2 separate regions of the Anser cygnoides genome follow, and region 1 is linked to region 2. Evidence: chromatin contacts called from public Hi-C data. All regions are on one chromosome and are shown on one strand. Each heading gives the region's core, a stretch centred on a gene start, on an enhancer-like site or on the middle of the called end of the contact. The rest is flanking DNA. Distances are from core to core; before and after follow the strand shown. Region 1 holds the start of ATF4 (activating transcription factor 4). Region 2 holds the start of ADSL (adenylosuccinate lyase).

Region 1 (6,238 bases), core at 2,987-5,486, 510 kb before region 2:
TGTAGAGATCGTAGGTAATTCTCCCTTGAAATCTCGCAGAATTTCTAGGCGCTTTGCCTCATTCCTCCTTTGTGTTTCCCTCAGCACTTTGTCTCCTGTAAAAATTCCTGCTGGTCTCTGGAAATTCTCTGCTCATTGAAGTGCAGAGTAAAGTTGTAAGCCCGGGTTTTGCTTCCTGTTGTCCTGCCCATCTGATGGACGCTTCAAAGGCCAGAAATTATCACAAGAATCCCCTCCGGGACTTGCCCTCACACTCATCCTCCTGGGAAGCAGGCAACACCCCCTCCTCCCCAGCTGCCCCAGCGGGGCCCAGGGCCAGCCAAAAGCTCATCTGCCCATTCCCTGGGGTGTGAGACCCAAAGTTGCCCACCCTGTGCCCCCATGGGGTCGTGCACCTGATGCAGTGTCTGCAAGCCCTTCTGGCTGTCCCAGCACTCCAGGAAGGAGCAAACGCCTCCATCTCTATTACTTTTGCTGGCTGCCTCTGTGGCTTGGTAATTCATGTCCCCAGTGCCCCCCCGCCTTGCTTCCCTGCGATGCTGTGCCAGGAGTGCGTCCCTGAGCATCGTATACAGATGGGCGAGACTGTGTGAGGAGATGTCACTATGGAAACATTTACGTCTGCCCTGTCTTCTGCATGCTTAACAGCTGAGCGTTCGGCATGTTTAGCTCCTGTATATTTTCTGATAGAAGAAAACCTCTTTTCCTTTGCAACGTTAGCTTAGAAAGAAAGAGAGAAAGAGGGAAAGAGATAGAGAAAGAAAGAGAGAAAGAGAGAGAGAGAGAAAGAAATGAAGGAAGGAAGGAATAAGGAAGGAAGGAAGGAAGGAGGAAGGAGGAAAGAGAAAGAAAAAAGAAAAAGAAAAGAAAGAAAAGAAAGAAAGAAAGAAAGAAAGAAAGAAAGAAAGAAAGAAAGAAAGAAAGAAAGAAAGAAAGAAAGAAAGAAAGAAAGAAAGAAAGAAAAAGAAAAAGAAAGAAAGAAAGAAAGAAAGAAAGAAAGAAAGAAAGAAAGAAAGAAAGAAAGAAAGAAAGAAAGAAAGAAAGAAAGAAAGAAAGAAAGAAAAAGAAAGAAAGAAAAAAGAAAGAAAGAAAGAAAGAAAGAAAGAAAGAAAGCCCATATATTATCCTTCCATCTCAAAGAAGGAGCAGCATGAGTGGAGGAGTATCAGTTTTCCACCTCCTGATGCTTTCTGCAATGCTGTATTTATCTGGGCATTTCATCACTCCCCAGCAAGGTCACTTTGGCCTCTACCCTGCTGTGAGCTCTGTGTGAGCATCTCCTTTTGCCTGCGGCTGTCCCCTTGCTTCTGGATACGGATGGTTCTGACTTATTGCAGGAGCTGTTTTTGCTGAGATATGGTACTCAGGGCAGGAAAATAACATCAGCGGTGCTAAAGCTGTTAACATGTCATCAGGAGTTTATTGACCATACACACAAATTAATCTTCATTCAGGGGCCCCGTTTTTGTGCTGTAAATTCAATTTTCTTCAGAGCTATCAGACTTCTCTCCACAATGTCTGAGCTATAAATATACTCTGCTATACTGGAAAGGGACATATGAGTTAGTGGGTAGCTAGTAGCCCTCTGCTTAGAAAATATTTTCTTTGTACAAAAATTCCCAAGGAGTTGTTAATTGGGCTTAAAGAATTATCTTCTTGCTCAGTCAAAAAACTCTAGCTACAAAGGGGAAACCTCTGATGTAAAATCTGCAAACACAGAGACACGATTTATAAAGGAATTAGAAATGTATCTCATTAAATTATGTAAGAACAGTTAATTGTGCAGTCCTTCAGAAAATGGGGAAAAATACACTGTTCACTAAATGGCTGGACTTTGGTTACTTGATTTCACTTCTAGGATTAGGGACTGTAAAAAAAAAAAAAAATCTGTCTGGAACTCAAAACGCGGACAAATTTCTGCATTTACTCACAAAATGGAAACCAGGCAGCTAGGGAACAGGCAGATCTGGGTTAAGTTCCTCATTGCATATTTCATTTTTGCTTGCGTGATTCTTGCTCACACATACCCAGAGTCCTTTCCACAGGAATCTGTAATTACCTTTTCAAGATGAAGGATAGGGTGTGTATGTGTATAGCGTTTCTGTTTATTTAGCTACAATTACAGTTGTACAATCACCCTTTTCACTACAAGGAGAGGCAAGCAGGCAAGGTGGGGGATGTGAGAGCTCTCCTTTAGCTAGTCAGGACAGAGAGATGCTGTCCACCCAACCACCCATCCGACCCCCCACCGGGCTTCACTGAAAGCTGCTGCATCCTCTGAATTGTGCTTTGAAGCAAGATCTGCCTGCTTGTTTGTGCATTTGTCAGAACAGTCATCTTAAATCACTCAGTTGCTATCGTGGTGTTTTCTGATGTCGGAAGGCATTTTCCTCTGCTGCCTCCTCCATTTTAATGAGTCTTCAAAATCTGTGCTTGATTCCAGAGAAACAAAACAAAACAGAAATACAACAACCCAACATAGAGGAAAAATTGCCCTTTTCATTCAGCTGCCAGCGTTCAGTTTATAGAGGTGAAGTGACATACCCTGATTTGTAGTGGTGATGGTAACATCTTACTGCTAAAAGTAGAAACCGGGTCATGTGTCTTCACAAATTATTAGTCAAGCTGTTTAATAAGTTCCAGACAGTTACACCTGTACAAACTCAGTGAAGGCCATGGCTTTACACAAATACTACCGAGCCCTAACTGGAAAACAGTGGAGCCGTTTGCAGAAGTAGCCAGGAGGAGTTTGACCTACAGGACTGTGATGTTTGAGCAAGCAAGGACCCACCTTAACTCTTAGAGCTGATGGCGTGCTGTGGGGCTGGCAACAAGGAAAAGCAACCATTTGAAGCTAGATGGCTCTGACATAGTGAGGGAACACATGGAAACTCTCACTTGAAGCTGTATTTCTCTTGGTTGTGTATCGTGAATGAAACGATGAGGGGACTGAAACCAGCAGAAAATTGTCCCCCTGAATTTTGTACTGGGTTAGCTAGCTGAGCTGGAAGAATTGTATAAGCAGGGTTGGAGGTAGAGGGGTGCAAGGCTGCCTTCTCACCTAGTTGATTTAGGTCAGATAAAACATAACGTGAAACTGTGCATTAAAAACATTCCAAGTTGAGGCTACCTTTCACAGCTGTGAGGCTGTGTAGGTGATCCATTAATGCTCACATGGGTCCGAGTAATGGTTGCACAGAGAAGAGGGAAGCAACTGCGTCAATGTGAAATGGGAGGGGAGAAAGTTCTTGTTTCCCAGTTGGGGAATAACTGCATTCAGTGTTAGTTCTTGCGTAGGTTCAGTGCACTAATTAGGCTCAGGCTCTCGGTTCCTTGGTAGCACAGCTCTCTTCACAAACCACCCCAGGTCGATGCTACGCCATAGCCGTGAGGGTAGCAGTGTCGGGTCAGGGACACGCATGCTGCCACACGTGCGGACACACAACCTGTGGCCCAAAACAACCATAATCTTAATCTCAGCGCAGCATGCGGGGGCAGGCCGGGAGGGGAGGCGGCGCTGCCCTTGTCTCACACTTTATCAGAGGGAGCAGGAGGCCACGGCAACATGCCACCTCTTCGCTTCAGGGGAGCTGTGAGGAGGGCGAGAGGGGCCATTAGAAATGACGGGGACGGTGCTTGGAGAAACTAGGTCAGTGTAGGTGCAGGAAACCAACGAGAAGCACAATGGCAGGGGAACCATCAGCTCCCCCCCCCCCCCCCAAGCGCCTCACGACGCCATTTTGTCGCCCAGCTGCTCCTTCTCCTCCCCCCTCCCCCCCTCGCCTCCCCATCTGGCCTCCTTCGGACCCCAGCCAATGGCAGCTCAGAGCGCACGTGAACCAGCCGCCGCCAGCCAATCAGCGCGCCCCGTGCCCGCGTGATGCCTGCTCGGCGAGCGCCCCGTCTTTGTTGGCGGCCGGGAGCGGGAGCCCCCCCCCGACGGTCCCCGAGAGGAGGGGGGAGCGCCCTCAGCCTCTCCGTCACGTGACTTCGCATCGCTTGGCGGCGCGGATGTACACCAATATAGTCCCCTCCATTTAGCTACTCCGCGATGGGCGGCCAGCCCTCATCGGTGGCTCCCGCGACTATTTCATAGCAGGACGGCCGGAGTAGAAGCCCAAAAAGTCAATCTAGGGGCTAGCGGGCGCTGGCGAGAAGCAAGCGCTGCTAGGCGGAAGGACACCTCACGTCCGGAACTCGTTCTGCTTAGCGCGGCCCTATATAAATGCGGCGGGCGGGAGCTGCCACCTCATTGTGTGGGTGCTCCCGAGGTGACAGGTAGTGGCGGTGGCTGTGCGCGCAGAGCCTCCCCGCGCGGCGCCGAGCGGAGCAGCCCCCCCTCCCCTGGCCGCCATGGCTCTCTAAGGGCGGCAGGGCCAGCGGCGGCACCGGCCAGTGCACCAGGCGCAGCAGCAGCGGCGGCGGCCTCGGCACATCCCTGGCATCTGCAACCATGGCGTGAGTATCGGGTGTGAGGGGCGGCCGTTCCCTCCCCTGAGTGCTAGATTACCCCCCCCCCCTTTTTTTTTCCTCCTTAAAGTGACGTTCTGGGGTGCGTTTGTCATCCCTATGATAATGAACGATATCGCCTTGGGGGGAAAAAAGTAGGGATTAAGGCTTGAGAGAGGAAGGGGATTCCATCGTTCTGTGGGCTTAACCTTGGGGGATGTTGGGAAAAACAGCAGAATTGAAGAAGAAAATGGGGAAAAAAAACCACGTAGTTCAAGAAAAAAAAGCTTCTTAAAACCTTATGAATTCCTCATTTATTGGGGGGTCTCCGTGGGAGTAAGACTAGTCCTTCCCAGGAAGGATTTCTTACTCAGCGTGGGGGAATGCTTTTGTAGGTGAGGAAGATGAGGCATCGGGTTTTAGTATAAGCCCTATCCTTGGCCTTATGAGGAGATAAAACGGAGCTATTAATAAGTCGGCAGCAGTACAATAATCCTTTAATACTACAACTTTAAGTCCGTCCTGATCGTCGGGGGGTGGGGGTGGTCCGTGCCATCTGGGAACTAGAAGGCAGCGTGAGGCACACGATTAGTTTCCCCATCCCCTAGTTGGTAAGTGGGATTACTTTATTTTTTTTTTAAGGGTTGTTAACCCCTTCCATGTTCTCCGCTGGCAGCCGCCCGAGCCGCGCGGTGCCCCAGCCCCGGTGGAAACGTGGCAGGCACAAAATGGCGGCCGGGCGGGGAGGGGGAAGTGGCGCGATCGCGAAATGGCTGCGGCTGCCCGCGGGGGGGGGGGGGGGGGAGGGCGGGCGTGAGTCACGGGGGCGGGGCCGGCCCGGCCCTGGCCATGTCCAAAAACTGCAGTTCTACAAGTGTGTACCGCCGTGCCCCCTGCAGTGACATTTTCTCTGTGAAAGCTACCGTGTCAGAACAAGTACTGATGCATTTAAAAAAAAAAAATGTCTGTCTTGCAGGTTTTTCAAAGCACCACACAGCAGCACTGCTGTAGTCGACGAAAAGACCCTCAGCTTATCCACATCCTTCGACATCAAAGCACTAAAAACTGACCAAGATGAGCCTCTTGAACAACGAGATGCTGTTGGGGGTGTCGTCCCCCTTCAGCCAGCCGTGTTCGGTGGCTGAGGAAAGTCTGGGACTCCTAGATGACTACCTGGAGGTGGCCGAGCCCCTCAGTTCGCATGGGTTCTCCAGCGACAAGGCTAAGGCAGTCTCCTCCAATTGGCTCGCTGTGGACAGTTTAGGCAACACCATAGATAGCAGCCAGGGTAAGATAATGCTTTGTTTGCGCAGGGTGCATCAGTTACGATTGCATATAATAAATTATGGAACACTCCTATCCAGAAATAAAGTTGCAAGTCTTCTCATAAATGAGAAGGTAACTTCACATACATACCTTGGTTGGGAAACCATCCGTACAGCACTGCTTACACAACACAAAATTGCTGGTTACTGAACTGGCGTATGATAAAATGACACTTCTGTTGCCTTTTTAATAACATACCAACTGTTACAGTAGTCTTCCCTGGAAGAGGTCACAAGAAACAAGCATGCTTGTGTGCTTCAAATGACTTTGAATTCTTAGAGTATTCGAGTAAGAGGGATGGAATGTCAGAACAGCTTAGGGCTTAGGTTGTACCCTGCAGCCAGTGTTGGTAATAAAATTCTTTGATACTAATAAAAGAAATAAGGGAAGTGTTAAAATTATTTTTGTGTCCTAGATAAGTTACAGAAACTTAAATATTGGTTGCCATTTTAATGAAAAGTTT
Region 2 (6,015 bases), core at 2,293-4,792:
TTGAAGCTCGCTGAGCTTCCAGGAGCAGTCTCCTCAGAAAAGTGTAGATCTCGCTGCCCTCTTCATCATCTTACTAGGGACCCTTTGTTGACTTGACTTTTTCCTTCGTCCATGGTGTACCATGGTACCTGCATTATCCTTGGCATTATCTTAGATGTAATACCATAAACCAAGAGGTTATCCTGCCTGTATTCAGTGTTTTCATGCAGCAGTTTTATTTTTGTTGTCGTTCACAGTACTGTAATAAGTAAGAGACTTGATGATCACTCTCGCATCTGCGCCTGCCTTGCAGATGTGATCTTATCAGGGTTCCACTCTGTCAGATTGCCTTCAACAAAAAAAATTCTAAAAAATGGAAAAAAAAAATCTGAAGTTTCAACTCACAAAAATACCTCGTGGTACATTTCCCCTTCTGACATAACTATTTGAATCTTAACATTTTCTTCTAAACTTAATAGGTTTTCACTTCCATCTGTTGTCTCCTTTCTAAAAAAAGATGCTTGGAATAGTGGTTTTGAGCACAGGACCAGAAGCCTGGAACTCCTGACTTTGAACATTGGCCCTTATTCTTCCCCCTTTGGCCTTGGGCAAGTCATTGAACTTCTTTGCCTTTGTTTTTTCATTTGGAAAACAGGGGTGATAATAATACCTACCTACCTCACAGGGGTTTTGTGAGGATCAAGTAGTACATGTTTGTAAAGTGCTTTAAAGATTAAAAGCATGATAGAAGTATTAAGAGTTCTTACAGCAAGATAGCTCAGTTCTTTTTACATTGTTTGCTTGTGTGGAGGGAGAGAACCTACGACATTTTCTGTGATGAAGCCATTAGACACTCAGATCCTAAATGACAGAAGTTGATGGAGATTGTTACTCACGCTCCTCCTTTGTGCCAGTTTCCTCCTCCCGCTCTTCCTCGTATCGTTGCACCAGTTTTGCTCCAGGTCACACGTCTCTAGTCATACTTCTGGATAAACTTTTGAACTTGAAGTACTTCGAGCTTGCTGCTTCTTTCACCAGATCTCCACGTTGGAATCCGTTCGTGTGCTTCTCCCTGCCTTCAAACAGAGTTTTTGCTAGTTGTCATCCTCCATCGGGCTCACCTCCTCCTGCCGCCATGAAGGGGAGGCGGTGGTCTGGGGCTGCAATACGAAGAGCCGTGCTGCTCCAGGAGCGAAGGGCACAGCAGCTTCCCATGAAGCCCTTCCCTGAGCTAACTTCTCGGCGTGTTGTCAGTGACACTTCAAGTACAGCGTTTTTTTTGCTCCACGGCAGAAGCCATCAGCTGCCAGCGAGATGTAGGAATAGGGAGTGACGGTCGCTGCTGCCCGCGCGCCTTCCAGCCTCCCACAGCCTCTCCGGGAGTGTTTTGAGGAAGGGATCGAACCCAGCGGCTGTCGGGGAGCCTCTGCTACTTCCTCCCCTCTCCAGCCCCGTGGTTACTCTGTCTTCTTCCGTGGATGTGCACCTCAGGGGTGTGCATTTGAGCCCCCATGCCTTTGGGTGTTTGGCCTATGAAACACCAAGGGAAGGGTTTCCACGTCTGAAACCTCCCCGATGCTCCCCGGTCCTTTGTCCTGCGCTGCTCCCTGTGGCCTTAGGATCATCCCTGTTGCCAGATGCCACCTGCTCCATCTCTGCTCACACTTGGGACGAAACACGCAGTGGTCCTGCAGAGAAGGAAGCCGGAGCGATGCGGGTGCACCCGTGGGGTTTACACACGCGGCCCTCGAGTTTCTGTCGCGGCCTGCGGGGCGCGTGCGGGGGATCTGAGGCGCGATGCTTCTTCTTTCTCGTTCAGAAAACCGAACAAACGGCAGCGCGGCTGCTGATGACAACTCTGTAATGTTTACTTTGGAAGAAATGTTAGGTATTTTCCCCCAAAGAACCAAAAATTAAAAAAAAAAAACAACTAATGAAAGTAACCAAATGTAAACGTCCTGGAGGGAGGGAAGGGGAGGAGGAGAAGCAGTGACGGGGGGAGCACTCTGGTCTATTCTGATCTCCACCGCTTGGCTGGAGATGCGAAATGCTGCTCTGAGTTCCACAAACATAAGGGATTATGTTTACAAAGGTAAATGCCTTCTACCTGTTCAGGAAACTGGCTCACGGTGGGCATCAGACGTCTGGCGAGCTTCTCCTCGTTGCCAGCGGGCAATGGGAGAAGGGTGTGTCTGGAAGAGGAATGGAGAAATAGGTTAATTTCATCTAATCTTTGTAGTAAAGCAGTGCCACCTTCCTCTCTTCTTCTTCAAAAAAAGACAAACGAAGGGAGGGGGTTGCAGAACAAGAAAATCGGTGATGTCCAAACTGGCTGGATTAGAAAAGGCAGCTTTTCTACTTTGCACATAACTAGGTAACAGGAAGGTACAGCTCAAGTCCTCTTGCCTGAAACACTGTCCCCCAGAAGCAGACATTGTAATAATAAAACTAGTGGCTGTGTATATTGATGCTCTTCGCAAGTTACCTATAAGTGTTGTTGTTTTTTTTTTTTTTTTCTTATACTTGAAATAGCTTCCTCTTAACTAAACTCTCACCGGAGCTCTGGTTTCTCCCCTCCTTCTCCAGCGTGCAGTAAAGCAAACAGACACAGGACAAACGGGGAGGACATAGAGGAGTTGCCGCAGTGTCTTGCATATAGCCAGGGTTCATCTTAATTTCCATCCCGTACGCTCTCAGTTCTTTGAATTTCCTTTCCCGAGGGTTTTCCATGGACACAGAAACTCAGCACTTTACAAGGTGCTCTCGTATGGCTGGCTGCCCCCCCCCCCGCCCCTTCTCCTCCTTTTCTATATTTTTATTTTACTTTTAGTATAGTGGTACTTAAAATCACTGGTTCACTTAAAAAGAAAAAGAAAAAAAAAAACAACCAACAATAAAATGTTTAAACTCTACTAATGTACAAATAAGCTGAAATGTTGCATTTTATGTGTATTTTTGCCATAGCAGGTACTGTATTTCTCATGCTGGATTTAGAAAAAAAAAAAAAAAAAGAAAAAAAAGAGAAAAAAAAGAAAAAACGAAAAAACAAACAAAAAGGGTGATGTTTTATTGGAGTGTGACAAGAGTAATAAGGAATTAAGTCGTCGTCATTTCATTGAAACTGAGAGATGGTGTAATACATATATAAGTTTTCTGAAGGTTTTTTTTTGGGCTTTTAAACAGCTTTTTTTTTCGTTTTTATTTTATTTTTATTTTTTTTGAAAGATATGATTGTATTATGTGCAACTCAGTTGCTTACATTATAACTACAAAATATTTTTGGGTTCCTGGAAAAAAAAACAAAAAACAAAAAAACGAGAAAAAAAAAAGTAAAAAAAAAAAAAAAAGAGAAAAAGACTAATAAATGTGTTTGGCTGCTAAGCATTTAAACCCTTTGGCTTCCGGTACTTTTTTGTTGTTTTTTTGGGGGGGGGGGTGTATTTTGGGGGTTATTTGGGGGGGGGGGTATTTTGCTCCCTGCGTTCTCGTTCTGGCCTCCCTGCGCCAGGTGGCGCTGCCTCCCTGCAGCCTCCCATGGAGGGGCGTGGGTTATCCGGGAGGGGGGTGGGTTATCGGCCGGAGGGGGGTGGCTCCCTGCCCGGCGCCCTTTTCCCCGCGGCGGGCGCTCGGCCCCGGTGCCGCCGCTGCCATGGGGACCCCCGCGGGCGCCGAGGACGCGCTGAGCCGCTACCGCTCGCCGCTGGTGTCGCGCTATGCCGGCGCCGAGATGGCCTTCGTCTTCAGCGAGAGGAACAAGTTCGGCACCTGGCGCCGCCTCTGGCTCTTCCTCGCCCAGGCGGAGAAGGTAACGGGCCCGGGGGGGCGGCGTGCTGCAGCCCCCGCACCCGTCCCGCAGCCGGTGGGGTCGCCCGCCCGCCCCCTGCCTCCCCCGGGGTGCCCTCGGAGAGCAGGGCAGCGTTTGGGGTCGCTCCCTGCCGGGCAATAGGGAGCTGGCCGAAATAACCTCATCCTGACCCTAAAAATTTGGAAATAATTTAAAAAAAAAAATAAAAAAAGGTGGCTGCCTGGGTAAATTTGGAAAATTTGGAAATAATTAAAAAAAAATCCGGCTGCCTGGGTGCACGCGAGGGCAGCGCGCGAGGTTTGAGGTTTTGCACAGCCCCGCGTGTGCAATCCTCACCCAGCAAACCACGCTGCGCGCCCTCCCTCCTGCCCTTCGACCCCTTTGGGCAAAAGCCTCGCTAAGGGGTTTCTGGGGGCCCGCAGGGGTTGTTGGCTTTGCCTGCCGAGCAAACAGCAGTGTCCTTCTGTGCCTGTTTGCTCTCGGGGGGTGTGCGCGGTGAGAAGCGCTGCCCTCTCCCACCCACCCCGCTGCCCTCGGTCTGTGCCAAGCAGCCGCCCCGCTCACCTGCAGCCGCCCGCGTTTGTTAGGCCCATGTTCCCTAAATCCCCTCACTGGTGGCCAAAGCGGGCTGAACGCTGGGTTAGCAACCCCTGACAGGCAGGGTGCCACAAAAACCCAACAGCACAAAAAGATCAGTGCCGATTCAGCCCTCGGGAAGCAGAGACTGAAAGCGCGTCGGTGGGATTGGCAGCTGTTATGTCGGTGCTTTCTACAGAGCCAGCGTTTCTAAAATCTAGTTTAAGCTAAGCCTTTTTATTTTGAATTTGGTCCCAATCAGGGGTACGTATACATGCGAGTATTACGCCCTGTTTGAGAGACCGTCATCTCTTTGGATGTGCCAGCTTGTTTCCTTGTGACTGCACTGACGTACCCCGAGAGGGAGATTCCGATCTGCTTTTCCACAGTGATGTATTCCAGAAAAAAAGAAACATCGCAAATCCATAGGATAGCTTCCAGGCTCAATATCTGTTTTGTTTTCTGCGCAAACTTCCAGTTCCCGCTTCCAAAGTAAGGAGGCAATCCGAGCACTAGGTGAAGCTGCTGCTATCAGCGCAAGGGCAGAGAAGCGCGGTGCTGGCGAACGAGCAGGCAGTGCCCAGAGCCATTAATACCTTCCTTCTCTGAGGATTGTACTGCTGCTGTGGCCTCATCAACAGCACACCGCTCCAGAGGCGATGCTTTGGAATGAAGGTGTAATTGTACAGCTGTGTTAAAGAGGAGCCCCCATCCCTCTGAGGTACCGTGATCACCATGGGTGAGATGTTGTTGTGAACTGACCACGCATCTCATCATAGTTCAGGACCCATCACACCAAGAACGCACGCTTAAGGAGCCTTTTATCAAAGCATGATAATTTTAACAGTCACTTCAATTCCGGCAGATAAAGCATCGCCTTTCTACTGTTAGAAAATGAGGTGCTTTACCCAACTTGCCCAACAGGAGAAAGGAGCTGCTGAAGGAACCAGCAAAGGGCTTCTTGATTTCTGCTCCCAAGCCCAGGCCTCGGGGTTCCCCTGTGTACATCCCTGTCTCCTGTTCCTTTTTTGCATCCTCTTTCCACCACAGAGTTGTGTTCCCAGAAAGCAGAGACGGATCTTGCGATTTCTTGAGCACCCTTTTCATGCTGGGAGGAGGGATGCCGCTATTTTTATCAGTCGCCTCGTTCCAGAGGAGTTTGTCTCCTGATGTCAGTCGTGGAATGAAAGTCAGCTCCTCGCAGCACCTGTTAGCTCTGTCAGCGGTCACTCTGCAATAGATAGAAGCAGTTTCCTCAAGTTCCATACTGAAGATGCGTAATATTTCTTTACAGGCATATTAAAAAACAAACAAACAAAACGATGAATGAACTATGGGCAAATTTACTCCACTACTTATCCTCTCTATCTTTCAAGACATTTACGTGCTGCTTCTCCAGTCCCTGCAGTCTCTATTTTGCAGTAAATCAGAATATTAGGAAGATCTAACCATAGGTTTTCTGACAGTTGCAAGGAAGTAGCAAAAGAGGGAGCATGCAGCTCAGTTAAAGTTTTAGGTGAAGGACAGGGCAAGGTAAGTGGTTTCAATATTCATCCTACTTAGGGGAAAAGTTTTTGAGTAGTCCACTTGGAGTATGTGAAATAAGAACTGAAAAACAGTGTCACTGGGAACTGGATTAGACAGAAAATCCTTCC

What was found. A called contact is a pair of places that touch in the nucleus more often than the background predicts.
Region 1: a contact with region 2 is called in a Hi-C map of liver, with 2.4 times the contacts expected there. The contact joins the promoter of ATF4 here to the promoter of ADSL in region 2. A contact is called at or near these places in 2 of 7 Hi-C or Micro-C datasets (both in liver).

What each region holds. Positions count from the first base shown.
Region 1 is chr1:55,332,534-55,338,771 of Taihu_goose_T2T_genome, reverse strand. ATF4 (activating transcription factor 4) reads left to right here and starts at 4,236. Exons shown (of 3, transcript XM_013181070.2): 1 at 4,236-4,458; 2 at 5,426-5,737. The coding sequence starts at 5,524.
Region 2 is chr1:54,819,515-54,825,529 of Taihu_goose_T2T_genome, reverse strand. ADSL (adenylosuccinate lyase) reads left to right here and starts at 3,542. Exons shown (of 13, transcript XM_048069931.2): 1 at 3,542-3,784. The coding sequence starts at 3,629. It overlaps TNRC6B (trinucleotide repeat containing adaptor 6B), which reads left to right. Exons shown (of 25, transcript XM_066995966.1): 25 at 1-3,118.